Linked DNA regions of Mus musculus: all the other regions are linked to region 2. A link is a contact called in public HiChIP or PLAC-seq and promoter capture Hi-C data. All regions are on one chromosome and are shown on one strand. Each heading gives the region's core, a stretch centred on a gene start, on an enhancer-like site or on the middle of the called end of the contact. The rest is flanking DNA. Distances are from core to core; before and after follow the strand shown.

Region 1 (4,737 bases), core at 317-2,816, 760 kb after region 2:
AAGATCCATGAAGAAAAGGATATTTCTAGCAAACCACTGTAAGACAAAGAATTTCCAAAAATGCCATTGAATTCTGTTTCTGTTTGCCACCTACTGCTGGACTCAGAGCCTGCCCCAAAGAGTGGCTTAAATACACAATGGTACTCACTTAGAGAAAACTCTTTTTTGATGCTGCTGTTTATTTTGAGTGGTTATCAATTAGAAATAACGTCTGGGTTAGGGATGGGAGCATGTGTCCACTTCTCCTCTTAGCACTGAGAATCTACCGGTGCAGCCCTGTGCATGTAGGCTTGGTATCCTTCATTCTCTGGGGCTCTTAAAGTCTTGCCACATCTCTTCTCTAGGCCCCAAGGGGCATATTTGGTAATCCCTCCCATTGGGACTGGGTGTTCAAAGGTTCTTATTTGACACAAACATTAATATTTCCTGAGAAGGAAAGTCATTTACAGATAATTTAATTATTTAAAATTCCTGAAAGTGCCAACCACATCTGATCGTTTTCTCCTACAGGGTTGGTTGTAGTCCCTTGATTATCGACATCCCACCAGGGATTTGAGTATCAGGGAATATCTGCTATCACGTCAAACCGAATGTCTAACTGGAATGCCTCCACCTCATGCAGAGGTGCTTTTATTAGGCATATTGTCAGCTTGTCCTTTCGAATCCTGTGAGTAACTTGGGAAGTTTCATTTAAGCTACAATTACGGCAAAGCCCTTGATGATTATGCTCCGTATTGCTGGGGAGGCATGTATACAGATGCCTCTAGATGGCTTCATGCAGCCTCGTCATTCTGTTGCACGTGTCTTTTCTCCAGAGACCTTCAGACAGAGAGGCTTGAGGACTAAGAGGACAAAATCACTTAACATTTGCCAGTTTAGCTCCTAGGATTGTCTAAGAGACTTCTGAAATAGGGAAAAAAAGACCTCTTGTGTAAGGAAGGAGCTGGAGAGGTTTTGCATGGCCCTTTCCCTGGTATCTGGAACACAGGCAACAGTGTTTTTCGGTAGGCCTGGGTGATGGAGGGGGACTTTGCCTGGGAGCCCACCTGAGATGCTCTGCCTTGTGTCTTTAAGGTGTTTCAGAGCATCTGGGTGGCGGCTGTGTGAACTGGATGGGAACACAAAGTCATCAATTTCAGCAGAGAGCACTCATTTATCACCTTGCCATCCTTTATTGCAAGGTACAGGTTCACAATCTCTCCTCTTCTCTTCACTCTCTCTGTCTTTGTCTCTGTCTCTGTCTTTCTCTTCACACACACTACTTCTTTCACATATACCTCCTACCTCTCGTGCGCCTTCCAAGAGTTATACGCCATCCAATTTATTTTCATTCCTTTTTGTTAAGAAAACAAACAAAACAATAGCACACTGTCTGTAAAGAAATGCATTATCTTTTTTCTGTCTTTAACATAGCTTGTGTTTGGGACGGTGTGAAGCTACATTCCCTCTTATGTGTGGGAGATGGTTTCTTCATGATCTCCTCTGACTGTAAAATCAGTTCGAGTGTGATTGGCTGGCTTCTGTGGGAGCTCTCGGCAAGCAAAGGTGTCAGCTGCTTGGGCAATTAGAAACTCACAATCTGTGGTAAATGATAAACTGGCTCGGAACTTGATTCCTAAGGTCAGCATGGGCACAGCCGAGCGTTTAAAATAGAAACGTACATCCTACAAGGACTTTGAAGGAGGCACTTGGATGTCAGCATCATGGCTTTCAGCTTCACAGTGAGAGCACTGTCCCCAAGACTTGTGGCTTCAAGTTCTGAGGGGTGGAGTGGGGGGTATGGGGGGGGGGTCCACATGACAAGTCTGAGGCTGGATGCCTTATCAAATTCCAAAGCTGGAAAAGTACAGGGTAGAGAGGGAAGGTATCTGATGAGACAAAACCAGCCTCCAGAATGATATCATACAGGTCGTCAATGTCCTCAGGGCTCAAAGCAGGTTAGCTTTCCCCACTGTTTGGATTTACAGTTTTGAAGAAGATTGAATGAGCATCCTGGACCCTTTATTTTTAACCCTCCAAGCCACATTTAGATCTGTTCAGTATAACTACCACAGTTATGCAATTTTTCCCTTTAAATCATGCTGTGAGAGTTTTCATGAGTTCATTGGTCTCTTCTCCCAGTCTCTCAATCTCTCTGCATCTCTCTATCTCTGTCTCTGTCTCTGTCTCTGTCTCTGTGTGTGTGTGTGTGTGTTTTGGAAGCTTGGCATTTCTATTTTTTGTGTGTTATTTCTAATACAGTATCAGACTCCCCTACACACATACACACACACACACACACACACACACACACACACACACACACAAAGTCTCCTTCGGCCACTGGTCTAAAGTTCATCTATCCACCCGAGAAGTGTTATCTCTCAGAATTCAAGATCTCAGTTGTTGTGGGGTTTTTTTTTTTCATAAAATCTAAAATCCCACCACAAACATTTCCCCCCTTTTAACTCCTAATATATTTTTTTTTCAGGAAGGACTGATGTTCTCTCTTTAACTCCTAATATTTCTCCCTAGACCCCAATTTCCCAACCAAAGCACATTACTGTTGTGCTGCTTCCAACAGCCTGGTAGCACATCAATAAACTAAAGATTATTGTGCTTTGTCAGGCTCTCTCTTGTAGCATTATGGGAAATTCTCCGCTGTCTTGGATGAGTGCATCAACTCTGATTGCTTGACAATTAACAGAGATAGTAATAGACACGGCAATGCAATTTACCTTCGTACAAGGGATCTCAGTTAACAAAAATTAAACTATTGAACTCTCCTCTCCAAGGAAAGGGATGTCGCCTCATTATGTTAAAAAGAAAAACAGATCCCAGTGGCACGTGGGCCCTCAGTCTGGCTGGGTGAATTTATTGTCCAGATTATGTGTTTTTTCTGACATGCATACAAAATTATGGCTTTTAAACTGGACCAAACTCTCTCTTCATTAAATGAGTATTTCTCCCCCTTCGGTACTATAATTCAAAGTGAACATTCCAGATAAATAATGTAGAGGGGGTGTTTCTGTGTGTGCCCGTGGTGTGGCTGTTGAGGATAGCCCTTATCAGTGGGGCTAGAAAGTGGCTCCTATCTCTTCCCGTTCCAGAATCTCTGTCATTCAGGATGGCAGTACTAAAGAACAAAATATACAGTGTAATTAAATACAGAGCCATCACGCTAAGAGTGAAGAACTCCCACAGAGGAGAGTGCTGGGTTTTACAGACTCCCACGGAGACCATATGAAGCTTCCATTCAAAGTGGCATCTGCAATTCAGAGCTGCCTTCTGCCCTTTGTGGGGAGGTGTGCTAAGTTCCAAGGGATACTGTGTTTGTGTGTACATGTCCCTGTAATTTCTTCAGGTTGGGAGACGAGTTACAGTTTTATCTCTCTTCTTTGGGGGATGTCAAGTTTCTATATCTGTTTGTTTTGTTTTATTTATTTATTTATTTATTTATTTATTTATTTTTAAGGACTCCGATATGAAATGTGGAGAGAGGAATCCGAGTCTACCAAGATGTCTTCTGAACTCTACATGCCTGCTGTGGCATGCATTCCTGCACACCACACACACACACACACCCCACATTCAAACATTCCCTAGTTGTCCCAGATCTTTCCTCTTTGCCATGGCAAGGTGGATGAGGGGTGAGTGTTCAGCTCTAGGCAAAGGTGGTTGGTTTCACTTCTAGTGATGAGGGAAGTCAGGCAAAAGTATAAAAATCTGTTTTTGTCATAAAGGAGGTTATGACCCAGGACTCAGCAAAACATAATCGCATGAGCCCTGTTTCTGTGTGGACTGATAACTAAGATAACTGATAACTAAGAATGTTCTGTGCATTTTTTTTCAATCATTTCTAGACATTTTAAATGAAAAGTAATATTGTCTTCTAATATAGGAAAAGTCCTTATCATTTTGGTTTTGATTTTTTAAAAAGTGGTGGTGGTGTGCGTGTGTGTCACATTTGTGGAGATAAAATGACAAATTGATGGAGTCTGTTTTCTCCTTTCAACATGGAAGACCCGGAACTCAAACTCAGGTCTTTAGGCTTGGAGGCAAGGGACTTTACTCACTAAGCTGTCCCTCCTGCCTTATTTAGGTATTTTTATCTTACTTTACTTTTATTTACTTTACTTTAATTTTATTTTAAGAAAATGTTTCATGTATCCCAAACAAACTTCAAGTTTTCTATGTAATGTGGAATGCTCTTAATCTATGGATCCTCCGACTCGTACCTTCAGAGAGTTGGGATTCTGACCACAGGCACGAGTTACAGGGCCCATTCCTTAAAGGCTGGGGCCTGAACTAGTGACTTTGTTCATATTAGACAAACACTTTTCAATGGAGCTACATCCCTACCCCCATATCCTTTTAATTTCAGTGTTTGTAAAGGAGACATTATTAGAAACACAGTCTTTGCCCTTGATTTACACATGGTACTCACCCGCCTCTGCTTCCAACAGAGGTCACTGGTTGAAACAGAGTCTATCAGGTCTGAAGCATCTAAAATATTTACTATCTTCCCTTTACAGAAAGAATCAGCAACCCTTGTTCTTAGCTAACGGCAGGCCACTAGAGCTGACCAAGAAATAATGAGCAAAGAATGAAATACAGTACATTACTAATTGTTCCAAAACTTGGTGGGAAATTGCCATATAACTCAAGAAGATAAATGTCTCTTGGAATTGTTTTGCTTGGAGAAGCCATAAAGAAGCAAAATAGGATGGCATCAGACTACAGAGAGTAAGTCTGCAT
Region 2 (4,353 bases), core at 803-3,302:
TGAATGGGGTCCCTGGAGCTGTAAGCGAGGTGCAGCATATCCTTAGGGCACCTTTCGTTTCATTTCATTTCTTTCTTTTTAAAAACTGCTAAATAGCTGATATTTCTTATTGATTGGAGAAGGAACGAGACGGGAATGTAGGGGGAGGGTGAGACGCTTTTGCACAAGACATTAAGGTTTACCCCAGATGGCCTGTGGCCACCTCCGAACGACTGTCCCCAAACCTTGTAACCTCAACCCCAGCCCAGGAAGGAAACCCCGGCGAGAGACAGAGTCTTGGTCTGGCGTCTTTGCCTGATCCCTGAGCTCAGCTCGGAGGAGGAGAGACAAGGGAGAAAAGGGCGGAGAGAGAAAGAGTGAGGCCGTCAGAGAGGAGAGGAAGCGGGAGAGAGGCTGGGAGCAGACGTGGGGCGCTTGCGGAGCCCAGACAAGGCCGGTGACGACCGGAGAAAGCCGGCGAGGCTCAGGCACCCGCTGTTATCTGACTCAGGACCGGGAGAGTCGCTCTCGCAGAAACACAAAGAAACCCCGGCATTGGCTCGCTCCAACCCGGAGCCCGCGCCCAGGCGCGGAGCGCGCCATTGGTAGAGCACTGTTCCCGGCTCTGGGATAATTTTATATCACAAAGACCCAACTGGCGCAGAGGGAAAGCAGCGGCCAAAGGCCCCTTGCCCACACTTTCCTACTCCCTACAGTGCTCTCAGGGTTTCAAAAGTGAAAGGAAAAAAAAAGAAAACAAGAGGTATTTTTTTAAAGCAGAATGTTAATCCACGGAGGGGTCACATGAGCTCTGCCCAGGCGGCAGCGTTAATACGGCGAAGTGCATAAAATTGCCATTTGTAATTTGAACCTCCTGTACAAAAGTACAATCTCAGGTTGTTTTTTTTTTTTTCTGAAAAGGTGGGGGTTGGGGAGAGGGGTAAGGAGGAGGGACATATGTTGAACATGCAGGAAAAACAAGGAAAGAGAGAAAGGGAAGAGAGAGGGGGGGGACTTTAAAACAACAACAAACAACCCATTCCTTGCAGAAAGGTGAACTCTAATGAACTCTCAATCAATGCAAAGGAAAGGAAAAGCTGTCCGGAGAGGGAGAAAGAGAGAGAGGGGGAGAGGAAGAAAGAGTGGAGAAGGAAAGTCTACTAAAGCATGCGGACTGTAATGGGGGTGGGGGCTGATCTGGGTTGCAGTGCAGACCCCCACCCCCCTCCCCGGTTCCTAGTACCAAATCCCCTCCGACTGCAACCGGGAGAGCTCGGGGCTTCTGAGTCCTTACCCAGAGCAGGCTAGCCAAACGCACCCAGAGCCCCGGGACCGCGGGCGAAGGGGGAAGAAATGAGAGGCCGATACCTTCCCGTCTCATGCCCACTTTGAGGCACTTTTTGAGGCGGCAGTACTGGCACTGGTTGCGGTGGTGCTGGTCGATGGGACAGTTCCGGTTGGCGCGGCACGTGTAGCTCAGGTTCCTCCGCACGCTGCGCTTGAAGAAGCTCTTGCAGCCCTCGCACGTGAACTGGCCGTAGTGCTTGCCGCTCGACTTGTCCCCGCACACCACGCACTCGATGTGCTGCTGCTGCTGCTGCTTGTCGCTGCCCGGGCCGCCAGGGCCGCCCTGGCCGCCAGCCGCTGTCTGGGCCGGCGTGCTGGCCGGGCCCCCTTGGCCCGGCGTCTGTGGCGTGTGCGGGGCGCCAGGCGGCGGGCCCGGCACGGGCGGCGCCTGCGAGGCCTGGCTGCCCTGAGAGCCGGGCACCTCGTCCTGGGGGTCGCGCCACGTGCTGACTACCATTGCCATATCTATGGGGGCCGCGTCCGGACTTCTGCTCCCCTGGCTGCGGGCGGCGGCGGGGTGGCGGCGGCTCCCGGGTCTCGGGCTCCGGCGCGCCGCCTTTTGTGTGTGCGAGGGTGCGAGAGGGCGCGGGAGGGCGCCCCGGGTGGCTCAGGGCTAGTTGATTTGAGGTTGGTTAGTTTTTCCTTTTTTGTTTTTTTGTTTTTGCTTTTGCAAAGTTTTGTCGATTGCTTGTCTGGCCCGGTGTGTTTGTTTTGTTTGTTTCCCTCGGCTCAGCTTTGTTGGTTTCGGGGGGCTTTCCGTCCAGAGGGGAGGGCAAGGGGACAGGGGAAAGAGAGTGGGAGCAGAACGTGGAGAGAGGGAGGGGAGGGAGAGCTGCAAGTCGATTGTCTGGCTTCAAGACAGAAGTAGGAGGCAAAAAAAAAAAAAAAAAAATCTCTCTAAAGATCTCGCTCGCTCTCACTCTCCCTCCCTCTCTCCCTCTCTGGTTCACTCTCTCGCTCTCAGATCTAGTGTGCAGCGGAGGAGTTGGAGGAGGAGAAGGAGGAGGAGGAAGAGGAGGAGGAGGAAGAGGAGAAGGAGAAGGAGAGGCGACTGTCCGGGGGCCAAGTCCAGGGCAGCCCACAGTCAGCCATTCAGGAAAGCCATCGAAATCAGGAGGACTGGGAGAGCGGAGGCGCCGGGCGCGGGCGCGCCCTGGGAGCCAGGCAGGCCGGGGCGGAGGCCGGCGGCCCGCGGAGTGGCCGGAGCTCTGCCCGGGTCCGGGGGAATCAGCATGAAAGTGGTCCGCGTCCGGCGCTGCGCGGCGTCGTCCTGGCGCTGGGCCGCCGCCGCCTCCTGCCCCGGGCGCCTGGCGCGCGCCGCGCTCGCTCCGGACGCCGCCGCCGCCGCCGCCGCTCTCGGAGGCCGCTCGTTGCTCTCCGCGGGCCGCCCGGGCCGCCGCCGCCGCCGCCGAAGCCTCCGGGTCGGGCCCGGAGCCGCTGCGTCTAGCGCCGCCGCCGCCGGTGGAGTCGCTGCTGCTGCCGCTGCTGCCGCCGCCGGTGGAGCCGCTGCTGCTGCTGCTGCTGCTGCTGCTGCCGCCGCCGCCTCACACACATAGGGAAAGAGTCAACTCGCCGGCGGCGGGGGAGAGATGATAAGAGAGAAAGGAGGGCAGATCAGCACCTAGAAGCGCATCCTTCGTGCGCAGAGGGGGGAGAAACGGAGAGAAAGAATGAAAGAGGGAAGAGCAGCGCGGCACCCGGAGAAAGGAGGCAACTCCGGCAGAGGAGGAGGAGGAGAAGAAAACACACACGCGCGCACGCACGCACACACCGCGGAGAGAAAAGAGCAGAATCAAAGTGATCAAATATGCTAAAAAGGGGGGCGCGGGAGGGAATGCGATTTATAGGCGCCGGGGCTGGCAGAAGTGGCTTCTCCGCGATCAGCTCACTGAGCTCTCTATATAGTGAACTTTGACACGACTGCTGCAACTTAGCGCACGTTGCCATGGCGACGGCGCGCCTTATAAGGCAGCCGCCGGGGTTGGCCTGGCCCGGCGCGCGCGCGCCGCCCCCTCGTCGTCATTGGCCGGAGCGCAGCGGCCCCGCCATGGCGGCAGCGGGAGCAGCCCGGTCCTAGCGCGAGCGGCGTCGAGACAGCCGCACGGGGCGCGCGGGGACGGAGGGGGGCGGGGACGGGTGGCCGCGCGGTCCTGGCCACAGAGAGGGGGATGGGCCCGGGTGGACCCCGGAGCGCGGACCCCGGCCGCCCCGCATCGGGCACAGTGGTTTCCGCCCTGGCGGCAAGACTAGCGCGCGGCGCACACACTACGACTCTTAAAGGCTCCGCAAGGGGTTGAGGATGGAGCCAAAGACTTAGTCTCTCGCAACTTGGCGATGCCTCTAAATGCGCCGCTCGCGGTCCACCCGGGACTCCCGGCGCATTATGTAGAACCCACTATTCCAAAAGACTGAATAATGCTCTCCCCTTCTTTGTAGAGGGGTACGCAGCGGAGGTGGCAAGGTGCCGGGATCTGGGCTTGCAAACCAAAGATTTGGCTAGATCCGAAGGGTGGCAAATCCTTTGCTTAATGAATTCCCATCACTTGCTCGGCTTGGTAGCTCCTTTTTGTTTGTTTGTTTGTTTATAGGAAAAGAAACCGTTCGATATTTGCCTTTTTCTTTGGAGGGCTAATATTTTATAGATTTGTGGCCTGACATTTTAAATGCTCAAATGAAGCATCTCGGATGCTGAGAAACACCAGACTTCACCTCATTGTTATGATGCAATTAAAATAAATTCCTCTCAACTTTATCCTCTCTTATTGGTTTTAGCTAACTGGCCAGCCAGTGACCTGTCACACACCCGGTCATGAAAAGAGGGAGAAAGACCTTTCTGTCCGCTGATGGACAGGCGGAGGCAGCCTCTCAGCCTTGCCTGTGCACACCCTCTGTACACACATGTAAACGCACATGTATCAGATGCACATTTGTCAATGTACCCAGACAAAGACGTCCAAGACGACGCTTCTAGGTCATAGAACAGTTGAATATGGACTTCATTGTTCAAATTCTCTTTAAATACTCATA
Region 3 (4,363 bases), core at 961-3,460, 790 kb before region 2:
TACAGATAGGTGTCTAAATCAACTTGCATCCTGAATAGCAATGATAGACTCTTCCTTTATGTGCTGTGTCTAGTACATACTCAGTGAACAACCCATGAATCAGTGCTCAAAGAAGGTTGCACCTGATAGGCATACAGAGAACAAAACAAGAATCCACAGAAACCCCCACATGTGGAGAGCGCATGATTTACCTGGAGAACACTATAGTCCAAGCCCATTTCAGGGATTCCTTTGTCCTCAGAGATTCCTCATTACATGGGTCCCCATGTCATCTCCAGTTTTACAAGTACAAAGATGGTCGGAAGAGGTTTGAAACCTCAGGTGACTAGCACACAGAATAGCAACTGGACCCAGTGACACCTAAGCCTGCCAACCACAATGCCAGTCAAGAGAAAGAGCAGGAGAAAGGAACAATCAGACTCCTTGTCAGCAGACTGTGACTCCAGGAAACAGAAGTGGAAGATCTGTAAAGGGCAGAGGACCACCAAAACCAGCAGAAGGACCAACAGAGATGCTCCCCAGTTTAGCAATAAAGAAGGGGCAGCTTGGGAATTTGCTCTCATCATCCCGAGCTTTGAATTCATCACTTTCCTCAAATATAAAGCACTGCTTATAGTCTCCTTGTCTCAAGACTGTCACATGATCTAATCTTGGCATTTAGCACCTGTGACATGACATCACCAGGCCTTTACTCACAGTCATTAATTTATGAATGGTGGAATCCATAAGTTAAGGAGAAAGCGCTATCAAATACTACATACATAGTTACATATAGAAATATATAAAATGTGTTTATTTAAATGTTTGTACATACATGGGCATCTACATACATGTAAAGAAGAAAATGCAACTTTAAGTTCAAGCATCTTTATTAGCCATGGCATACTTCTCTCCTTGTCCAAAGAGAGCTGAATTCCCCATGCATTTGACCATCTGCGAATTTTAAACCTTCTGTGACACATTTACAAGTCCAGTGTTTTTTGTCCCCAAAGCCCACTCTTTCTGCTTGAAGTGGGCAGGCAAGCTGCACACACGGCCTGGCAGAGCCCGGGTTCACTGTAGCTATGGGAAAACTGCCTGCAAAAACACTTAGGGAAAAAACATTGCATCCAATCTCGAAAATTAGTATTAACTTCAGATGTTCAGATTTGAGTAGGGAAGGCTCTGGTCGACGAAAGACAGGGTCCAGTTATCTCACAGAATAACACAGTTGTAAATCTGAATAAAATTAAAAAGAGATCAAACCCTGTAGACAAATGCTTTGGCTAAATGCCCTCTCTTGTGATCTGAATACCAACTACTGTGTTGTATAGTCATTTATAAAGGGGCTTGGAGGTAGGCAATAGTGTGGGGGGGGAGGGTCATTAATTTCAGCCCACCCAGAAAGGTGTTAACTATGCCCCATCCTTCTGGCTAGATGATAATGAAGCCGCCTCTTTTGTGCCTCCCCAGAGGAGGCATATATACTGTATTACTCTACAACACTGTTAGTACAGTGTGATTGCAGTGAATCAAATCTTGTTTATCCTAAGGATGGGGTGGGCTTGCCCAGCTAGGGGTTTTATTTTTAATTGGGGTTCACAGCAGACTGAACAACCTCTTAGTTGAAAATTCTGGATAGCTCTGGGGGCACATTTGGTTAACCCTCTCCCTGCTGATGCCTACCACCCTTCCCAGGGATTGCTGAATTTCATCCACAAAACGCGTTTGATCCCACAAAAGACATACTAAAATATATCTTTCTGAAGAACCTATATAATTTGAAGGAGACTCCCAGAGTAAACATTGGGATTTACTTTCGTGACTCTGGGCTAAAAACGTATTGTTATTCTCCACTAAATATTTTCCAGATTCATTTTGCACATTGAGATTTGGGGTCCTGAAGATGTTTCAAATGACTCATGTAGAACATGAGGACATTAGTTAATGAAGCAAAGACTAAGTTCTGCCAGTACATGTTGGCTGGCGACATGTGGTTTCTGTTCTGGTGACATCCATGCAGTTACAGGAGAAAGAGAAGACTGTGCCATGGATTTTTAATCTGGTAGTTGCTAGGACGGCATCATTTAGAACTCTAAGGTACTGTTTATTTTCTGCCTGAAGTGGGCAGCCAAGCTGCACACATAACCTGGCAGAGCCCATTAGGGGCAGCATCACAGGGAGGACTCTGTGCTTTGTAGTGACTTCTGGTACGCCCATGGTGGGTTTCAAAGCCTCTTCACAGAGTGACTCATGGGTGGTAGGCTTCAGTGTCTCTTTATTCACTGACTCATGGGTGATGTACCAGCGTGGGAAGAACAAAGGTTTTGAAATCAGAGTCGGTTCAACTTTTTCCCGAAACTCAGTGTGATTATAAAATTAAAAAAGAAATATAAGGCTGGGATAATAGAACAGTTAATCAAGTGTTTCCATTGCCCCAAAGGGGTTGTGTGTTCTGTTGCCCAGTACCTGGGTGCCACATACTTATAATTCCAGTGCTGCAAGGCAGAAGCCAGAAGATTTCTGAAGCTTGTGGGCCAGAGAAAACTAGCCTACTGATTTTCTTTCTCAGAGGCAAGATTCACACCACTGAGCAACCCTGTCTAAAAAATACATGCCCCACCTAATCACAGCCACATAGGCACACACACACACACACACACACACACACACACACACACACAGAGAGAGAGAGAGAGAGAGAGAGAGAGAGAGAGAGAGAGAGAGAGAGAGCAAGAGAGAGAGAATCCAAAGGGACATAAGTTTTGTCAGCACTTAGTAGCATATCAAATAAAAATTGAACAGGAATTTCCTGGCAACTTGCAAGTATACAGTTCATATATTTCTTGTAGCCCTCACTCATGAACACAACATCTAAGTCTTACCGTTTCTTTATATGTATATATTTTGGAGGAAGAGATGTCACAGATTTATCTCTGATACCTTCTGATGAAGAGCTCAATGAATGTTCATTGAACAAGTGCCAGTAGCCCAAATAGAGTCTAAGTAATGTTTCATTAGAAAGCAAACTTGGCCAGAATAGACTCTATCCTATGAGTAATGATTAAAGAGGATTCAAGGATGGTCATTTGTTATCAAAATGCAATATAACATGCTGGCTCCAGGGTTCAGAGGGTAAAGTGACTAAGAGGAGATAGAACTATTTGCCATGATGGAAATACAGTTAGTTTGGGAGGATGAAGTAAGTGACCCAAGGTTTAAATGGGACCACAACCAACAAGTAGGTTTTCCCTGGAGCAGAAAAACAGGAAAAGATTTTTGTATTGGGTTCAATGGTTAAAATAAACGTGACATAGAAAGATGCATGTGTGCACTGTGGAAAAGCATGTTTTAAGTACAGACACTTGTCACTTTCTGCAGCTCAGAAAGGAAGCGATTATGAATGATACCCCCCCAAAGAGACAACTGACAAACAGAAATTCATAATAATTTCATATACTAAAGTAGGTTTGGAAATAGGGTACCTTACATATAGAACTTACGCTTCAATAGAGATAACACAGAGACCAAAGTACATGACTAATATTCAACACCCTTTTCCACGTCTCCATGTGAAGCAACAGGAATCACTTTGTCATCTTCAAAATTGGAAATTATGATCAGTTTGAATTAGAAATTACATATGATTTGACTTTTTAAAATAAATAAATAATTTTGGAAGTTAATAAAGCATTTAAGCTGGTATTTAAATGTAATAAATTCTAGACTCTCAGTATTTTCCAAGTGAGAAAGCACACCCAAATATGAGGGTTCTTACTTCTTGGTGTGGCAAGCAACCTGACACTGGGTATCAATATTTCAGACTCGAGAGAGGAACATGTTTGTACCACAGTGAGATGACATCCAGACATCCATTATGTGCATTAAAAAGATAGAAAGATAGAAAGAAAGAAGGCTAGAAAGAAAAAGAAAGAAAGAGAGAAGAAAAAGAAAGAAAGAAAGAAAGAAAGAAAGAAAGAAAGAAAGAAAGAAAGAAAGAAAGAAAGAGAGAGAGAGAAAGAGAGAGAAGGAGGGAGGGAGGAAGGAAGGAAGGAAGGAAGGAAGGAAGAAAGAAAGAAAGAAAGAAAGAAAGAAAGAAAGAAAGAAAGAAAGAAAGAAAGAGGAGGATGTACTAGGGTACTAGGAAAGGGGGGTAAAGAAGGGACTGCCTAAAGCAAGCTCAAAATTTAATTGGTACAAAACAAAAGGAAGAATTATGTGTGGGTCAAATCAGACCTTGGAAGGAGCTGATAAATGGGAAGGAAATGCGAACGCTGTCTTTAGAAATGAAGTGCAAAAGCAACCTGCTTGCTTCTGGAAGAGAAGATATGTATGCACATTAAGAATAATGAGACATTTCTTTTAAAAAAGTACACCAGAACCA
Region 4 (4,472 bases), core at 1,249-3,748, 570 kb after region 2:
AGGCCAACATTATTAATAAATGAGGATGATTCACATAAACTGTATTTTAAAGAAAGGTGAGGTAAAGCTTAATTTCTCAACAAATGGCTGTAGTATGTATGGCTCCGGCTCTTTCTCAGTCAGCAGCCAGGAGGTTTGCATACAGCTCCGCTGCATGTGAGAAACGCAACCTAGTGGAAATGCCATTGCTAGTAAACCTTATGGGAGGAGCTGTCCTTGCTGCTTTCTTAATATGAATCGACGAAGCCATATTTCAAATTGAATTTGGTAAATAAGGATAAGAAGAGGAAGAGTTTTGGGAGAGAGGTTGATTCTTACGTAGATGACGCGGCACCGTCACTGTGTGTGGCAGTGAACGAGAAACAGAGTTGTAGTCTTTTGCTTAAGGCCTGGGGAAGTGTTTGCTACAAGGATTATACGGGCTGGAATTTTGTTTGAACAAAATTAAAGCTATCATAGCTGGGAGCTATGTTTCTGAGGAAAAGGTGTGTGTGTGTGTGTGTGTGTGTGTGTGTGTGTGTGTGTGTGTGTGTGTGTGTTTAGCACCCCAGGACTAATAGAAACAGGTTGCAGAAGAGTTTTTGTTTGAGGGTAATCTAAAGATCAAAGACTTTTGTGTAATGTATACAGCATGGCCTGAATTTACTGACAAACAGGCATAGTTTTTTTTTTTTTTTTAATCTATTTCCATTCTCTATGAAGGCTGATTAATTGGTGATGTATGGCTAAGAAGGGGTCTTATTGTTTAAAGAAACTAATAAAAAAGGAAAGATCATCTCTTTAAGGATGAGAGGCAGGGACAAAATAGCCTGCCTGTAACACGGATTTATTAACAGTCTTTTGCTGATTTTCAGTAAAATACTCTTCATGTAACCTTGACTTTATTAGGGAGTCCTTAAGGTGCATTTGGAAGATAGATAATGAGTTTGGGGAATAGCCTTATCTGCATCAAGCTAATCTTTAACAGCTTGGAAAGGAATCCGCATAAAGTTTTCCAATTTGAGTGACAGACGCACGTTAAAGATGAAACTGCTCAGAACGTCCTTTTACTGTGAAGTCTTTATGGTACAGGGCAACATTTTTATAAGCATGCTTCACAGAGCAGAGAGAGCATAAAACAAATAAGAAACATAGAAAGCCATAGAGCGTTAATACTATTCTTGAGGGTCAAATGAATTGCTAGTTGAGAGAAGAAAGAATTCTACTGTCCGAACCCTCTGAGTGGCACTTTGTATCTGGGTTAATGAAAGCAAGTCAGACATACCCAAGGGGAAAAAGTGTTTCATTCACGTTGGCTGTCTCCTTTAAAAGGAGGGACAATCTGAAGGGGGGGATTTTGAGTGGCATGTCATTGTCGAGACTGCACATGCCACATTGTCAGGGTTTCTATGGAGAGAAACGGCCAGGAACCTTTCTGACCCTTCGCAAGTGCGGGACTCTGTGCGTCTGTGTGGGTGTGCGACAGAAGGCTGGAAGCCGAAAGAAAGAGGGGATGAAAAGGAAACTAATTGAGAAGTATCTTTCTAACGAGACAGCTCATATACCCAAGTGCAGATTCCCAAGTTCAGACTTCTCAGTTAGTGGAAACACTAGCGCCCTTCTTTAGCATAAGACTAGACATGCGCAGAGAGGCTAATTTCCCTTAGCTTCCAGGCCAGTGACATCACTTTCTCAAGCTGGTCCGCTTTGGCGTTGAAAGCCTTAAACACAGACATTTGTTATTTTGTTTGTTTGTTTGTTTCTGATAACCTTGTATCACTGGTTTTCTTTAATTGTTGTTTGCTTTTACTTAAGTTTTTGCTTGTTTGTTGATTCTTTTTTTTCTTTTTTCCCCTCTTCTCCTTGGACTCCAACCATTCCCCCTCCCCTTCCCCGTCTCAAGAGTTCACAAAAGTTGGATTCACCTAAAATATCTGTAGCCTTGAGAGCATGGCTGATTTTTAAATTATGAAATTAATACAGATTATTTATTTAGAGAATTCACTTTTACAGCCAGAGGACCTTCCTAAAATATTCCCAGCTAACCCCGCCCTCTTTTGACGGTTCTCGATTCTTTCTAACTTTGGAATGAAATGATTTCTTCATCCGAGTAAGGACTAAGTAGACAACTGGCAATGGGGAAGAAAATGTCATCACGAAGATCTGTCCCGCAGTGGCCAAAATGGCAAGTGGCTGTTCACAAAGAGAGAAGCCTTGGCTCCTGGGAAATTCCCATAGTGGATGAGGAAGGCAGGATTTAGGGTTTGAAAGAGCTTTTCTCTCCCACTTTAAGAAGCAAGTGATAATTCATCTGCAAACACACCTTTCTTCGCTGCTGTCAATAGAAAAGTTGTTTTGCTAATGGCTATCTCTCTGCAAGTCCTTGACCTGCTTGTAAACACATTTCTGCAGGAAAACCCTGGGCCATGGCCTCAGGACTTTGCGTCAACAATAAGAGATAAAGTGACCACAACTTAACCTGTTCTGGCCTGGAGTGCCCTCTGCTGCCCCTTGGCCAAACGAGGCCCTAATCTCTCTGCGGAGGGAACACATGGCTGGGAGGGCTGGCTGCGACCCCGCTTGACCCCTGATGCTGTCTGCTTCTTTATATTTTAAAAAAGTTTATCTAGCCTTACCAGAGAGCTGTTTCCATTTGCTGTCTGGTAACAGAGAAGGGAGGGGTGGCTCTTTGGGATGATAGAATATAGAATTATATGTCTGTGATTCTAAGAAAAGAGGTCTGTAAGGGAATTAAAAAAAAAAAGGAAAAAGAAGAGAATTTCTTGAATTGTTTGCAGAAATTCCATTTACTTTCACCCTTGGAGTCTTTGTATTGAGACGAAGGGAGAGCCTTTAAAAGAATAAAGCATTAAAGTCACCAATAGGTATTTCAGATGAGTTGATTATGTCCAGGTTTAGTCAAATGAAGATTTCTTTAAAAGTATAAAATTTACAGTGGGTATTTGAGATAAATTTATGCTCAGTTATATTCCATTTCTTAATTTATCTGCCTCTGCATCCACTCTCCCTCCCCCTCTCCCCTCCTTCCCTCCCTTCATCATTCCCCTTTTCCCTTATTTCTCTCTTCTTTAAAGTTAACTTGAAACAGTAGTTCATCCTGTGTTGATTCTGGGGTGTTTGGATTCCTGGGGGTCCTCTGGTACACCATCTCAAGTTTCTATGTCCAGGTCTAAAATACAGACTCTTCAAATGCCAGGCTCACATTTGCAGCTTAGACATCCAGTTTGATAATCTACACCTAACTTCTGTGAGCCCAGCACTTATGGAAGTGACTTAGTGTGAGCTCTATGTGACATTAGTGTGGAAAGTCTGATAAAGCAGCAATATGCCCCTTCCTGGTGTTCTGCACTCTCCATTAAAGTTGTCACAACCACTTTATTGAAACAACCGGGAACTATGCTTCCTGCCCAATTCCCTTCTTCTATAACTCTGCCTGTAACTTACAGCATGCTTGCCTTTTGTCTCCTAAGCAACTATCCTATGAAGAAAGTTTAACTTTTTTATGTTACACCAATGTAGTTGCATTTATATTTACTTGTTTTTAGTTCTGTCTTCCTTTGATCCTTCTGTGTGTGTAGTTCCAGTTTGTTTATTTTAATTACTAAACAGTATTACAGTGGGTTGTAATTTCACAGCATATTTATCTCTTTCATGATTGGTTTACTTTTAAATACTTTCCAGCAGAGGTTTCTGTATCTGACAATTTAGACAATTTTTATTGCTGCTCATGATATATCCGACTTCATCGTAATACTGTATCTTTATTTGTAAACTTTCTAATGATGCCTATATAGTCTCTATTCTAGACCAGGAACAGGATTCTTGAAGTTAATATTAGTTTTTATAGCTAAGCATTTCAGCTCTTTATGGATTTTTGATCTTACATTTCACATTGTTGTGTTTTTATTTGGAGTAAAATCACTTTTTGCTCTCTGTTTATCAGAGGAAAGAAGATATTATTGATTAACTAATTAAGAAATTAATGCCTCATAATTGCTACTATTTCATCCTTTGTTCATTTTGAGACAGGGTATTTCTCTATACAATATTGGTTTTCCTGGAACTTATTATGTGGATCGGGATGGCCTCAAATTAACAGAAATACTCCTGTCTCTGCCTCCCAAGTGCTGGGATTAAAGGCACACACCACCATCCTATACTTCTAAGGGACAGATTTTAGTGGTCATGTCATTCTCATGGGCAGCAATTTCTTCCTAACATTTCAGAAATATATTCTGTTATATTCTGCTATATATCTATTCAGAAATAAGATATGTCTTAATGTTGTTTATTCAAAAGAAACCTTTTTTTCTTCCCTCTAAATTTACTTAATTTTTCATATTTTTTATTTTTTCAGCAGGTAGTTTTAAGTAATATATTATTCAGATATTTTAGAGAGCTTTTAGAAAAAAAAAAAAAAACAAAAACCAAAAAAACAAAACAGAACCAAAACAAAAAAGGGCAGGGTTCTA

What was found. Promoter capture Hi-C pulls out the DNA fragments that hold promoters and counts their contacts. HiChIP or PLAC-seq counts read pairs in DNA pulled down with a chosen protein or histone mark.
Region 1: a contact with region 2 is called in a promoter capture Hi-C map of liver, with 5 times the contacts expected there. The contact joins the enhancer-like site here to the promoter of Nr2f2 in region 2. A contact is called at or near these places in 5 of 39 promoter capture datasets (cranial neural crest, embryonic stem cells, hippocampal neurons and 2 more), 3 of 484 Hi-C or Micro-C datasets (liver, muscle stem cells and nephron progenitors), 14 of 115 datasets of contacts at active chromatin or transcription factors (the NIH/3T3 cell line, VIP interneurons, cardiomyocytes and 10 more) and 2 of 9 other capture datasets (embryonic stem cells and liver).
Region 3: a CTCF HiChIP or PLAC-seq map of the NIH/3T3 cell line shows a contact between it and region 2, with 7 read pairs. The contact joins the enhancer-like site here to the promoter of Nr2f2 in region 2. A contact is called at or near these places in 3 of 39 promoter capture datasets (the 3T3-L1 cell line, hippocampal neurons and liver), 2 of 15 datasets of contacts at CTCF or cohesin (both in the NIH/3T3 cell line), 2 of 484 Hi-C or Micro-C datasets (the MC38 cell line and muscle stem cells) and 14 of 115 datasets of contacts at active chromatin or transcription factors (the NIH/3T3 cell line, the SCID.adh cell line, astrocytes and 11 more).
Region 4: a promoter capture Hi-C map of liver shows a contact between it and region 2, with 5 times the contacts expected there. The contact joins the enhancer-like site here to the promoter of Nr2f2 in region 2. A contact is called at or near these places in 9 of 39 promoter capture datasets (the 3T3-L1 cell line, cranial neural crest, embryonic stem cells and 4 more), 9 of 484 Hi-C or Micro-C datasets (cerebellum, embryonic fibroblasts, embryonic stem cells and 4 more), 17 of 115 datasets of contacts at active chromatin or transcription factors (the NIH/3T3 cell line, the SCID.adh cell line, astrocytes and 11 more) and 2 of 9 other capture datasets (embryonic stem cells and liver).

The regions. Positions count from the first base shown.
Region 1 is chr7:71,118,550-71,123,286 of GRCm38.p6, forward strand. It overlaps Gm39033 (a long non-coding RNA gene), which reads left to right. Exons shown (of 3, transcript XR_882210.1): 2 at 3,455-3,629; 3 at 4,515-4,729. Among named protein-coding and RNA genes, the nearest start is that of Gm36011, 4.4 kb to the left of the region's middle. Within about 2 kb of position 1,567, at least 3 of the 459 cell types and tissues checked have an H3K27ac peak or open chromatin away from gene starts, as enhancers often do. A contact at or near this core is called in liver, where this site is marked.
Region 2 is chr7:70,358,541-70,362,893 of GRCm38.p6, forward strand. It overlaps Nr2f2 (nuclear receptor subfamily 2, group F, member 2), which reads right to left and starts at 2,053. Exons shown (of 3, transcript NM_009697.3): 1 at 1,348-2,053. The coding sequence starts at 1,789.
Region 3 is chr7:69,571,796-69,576,158 of GRCm38.p6, forward strand. No RefSeq gene overlaps it. Among named protein-coding and RNA genes, the nearest start is that of Gm23815, 75 kb to the left of the region's middle. Within about 2 kb of position 2,211, at least 15 of the 459 cell types and tissues checked have an H3K27ac peak or open chromatin away from gene starts, as enhancers often do. A contact at or near this core is called in the NIH/3T3 cell line, embryonic brain and muscle stem cells, where this site is marked.
Region 4 is chr7:70,928,658-70,933,129 of GRCm38.p6, forward strand. No RefSeq gene overlaps it. Among named protein-coding and RNA genes, the nearest start is that of Gm42397, 27 kb to the right of the region's middle. Within about 2 kb of position 2,499, at least 17 of the 459 cell types and tissues checked have an H3K27ac peak or open chromatin away from gene starts, as enhancers often do. A contact at or near this core is called in liver, where this site is marked.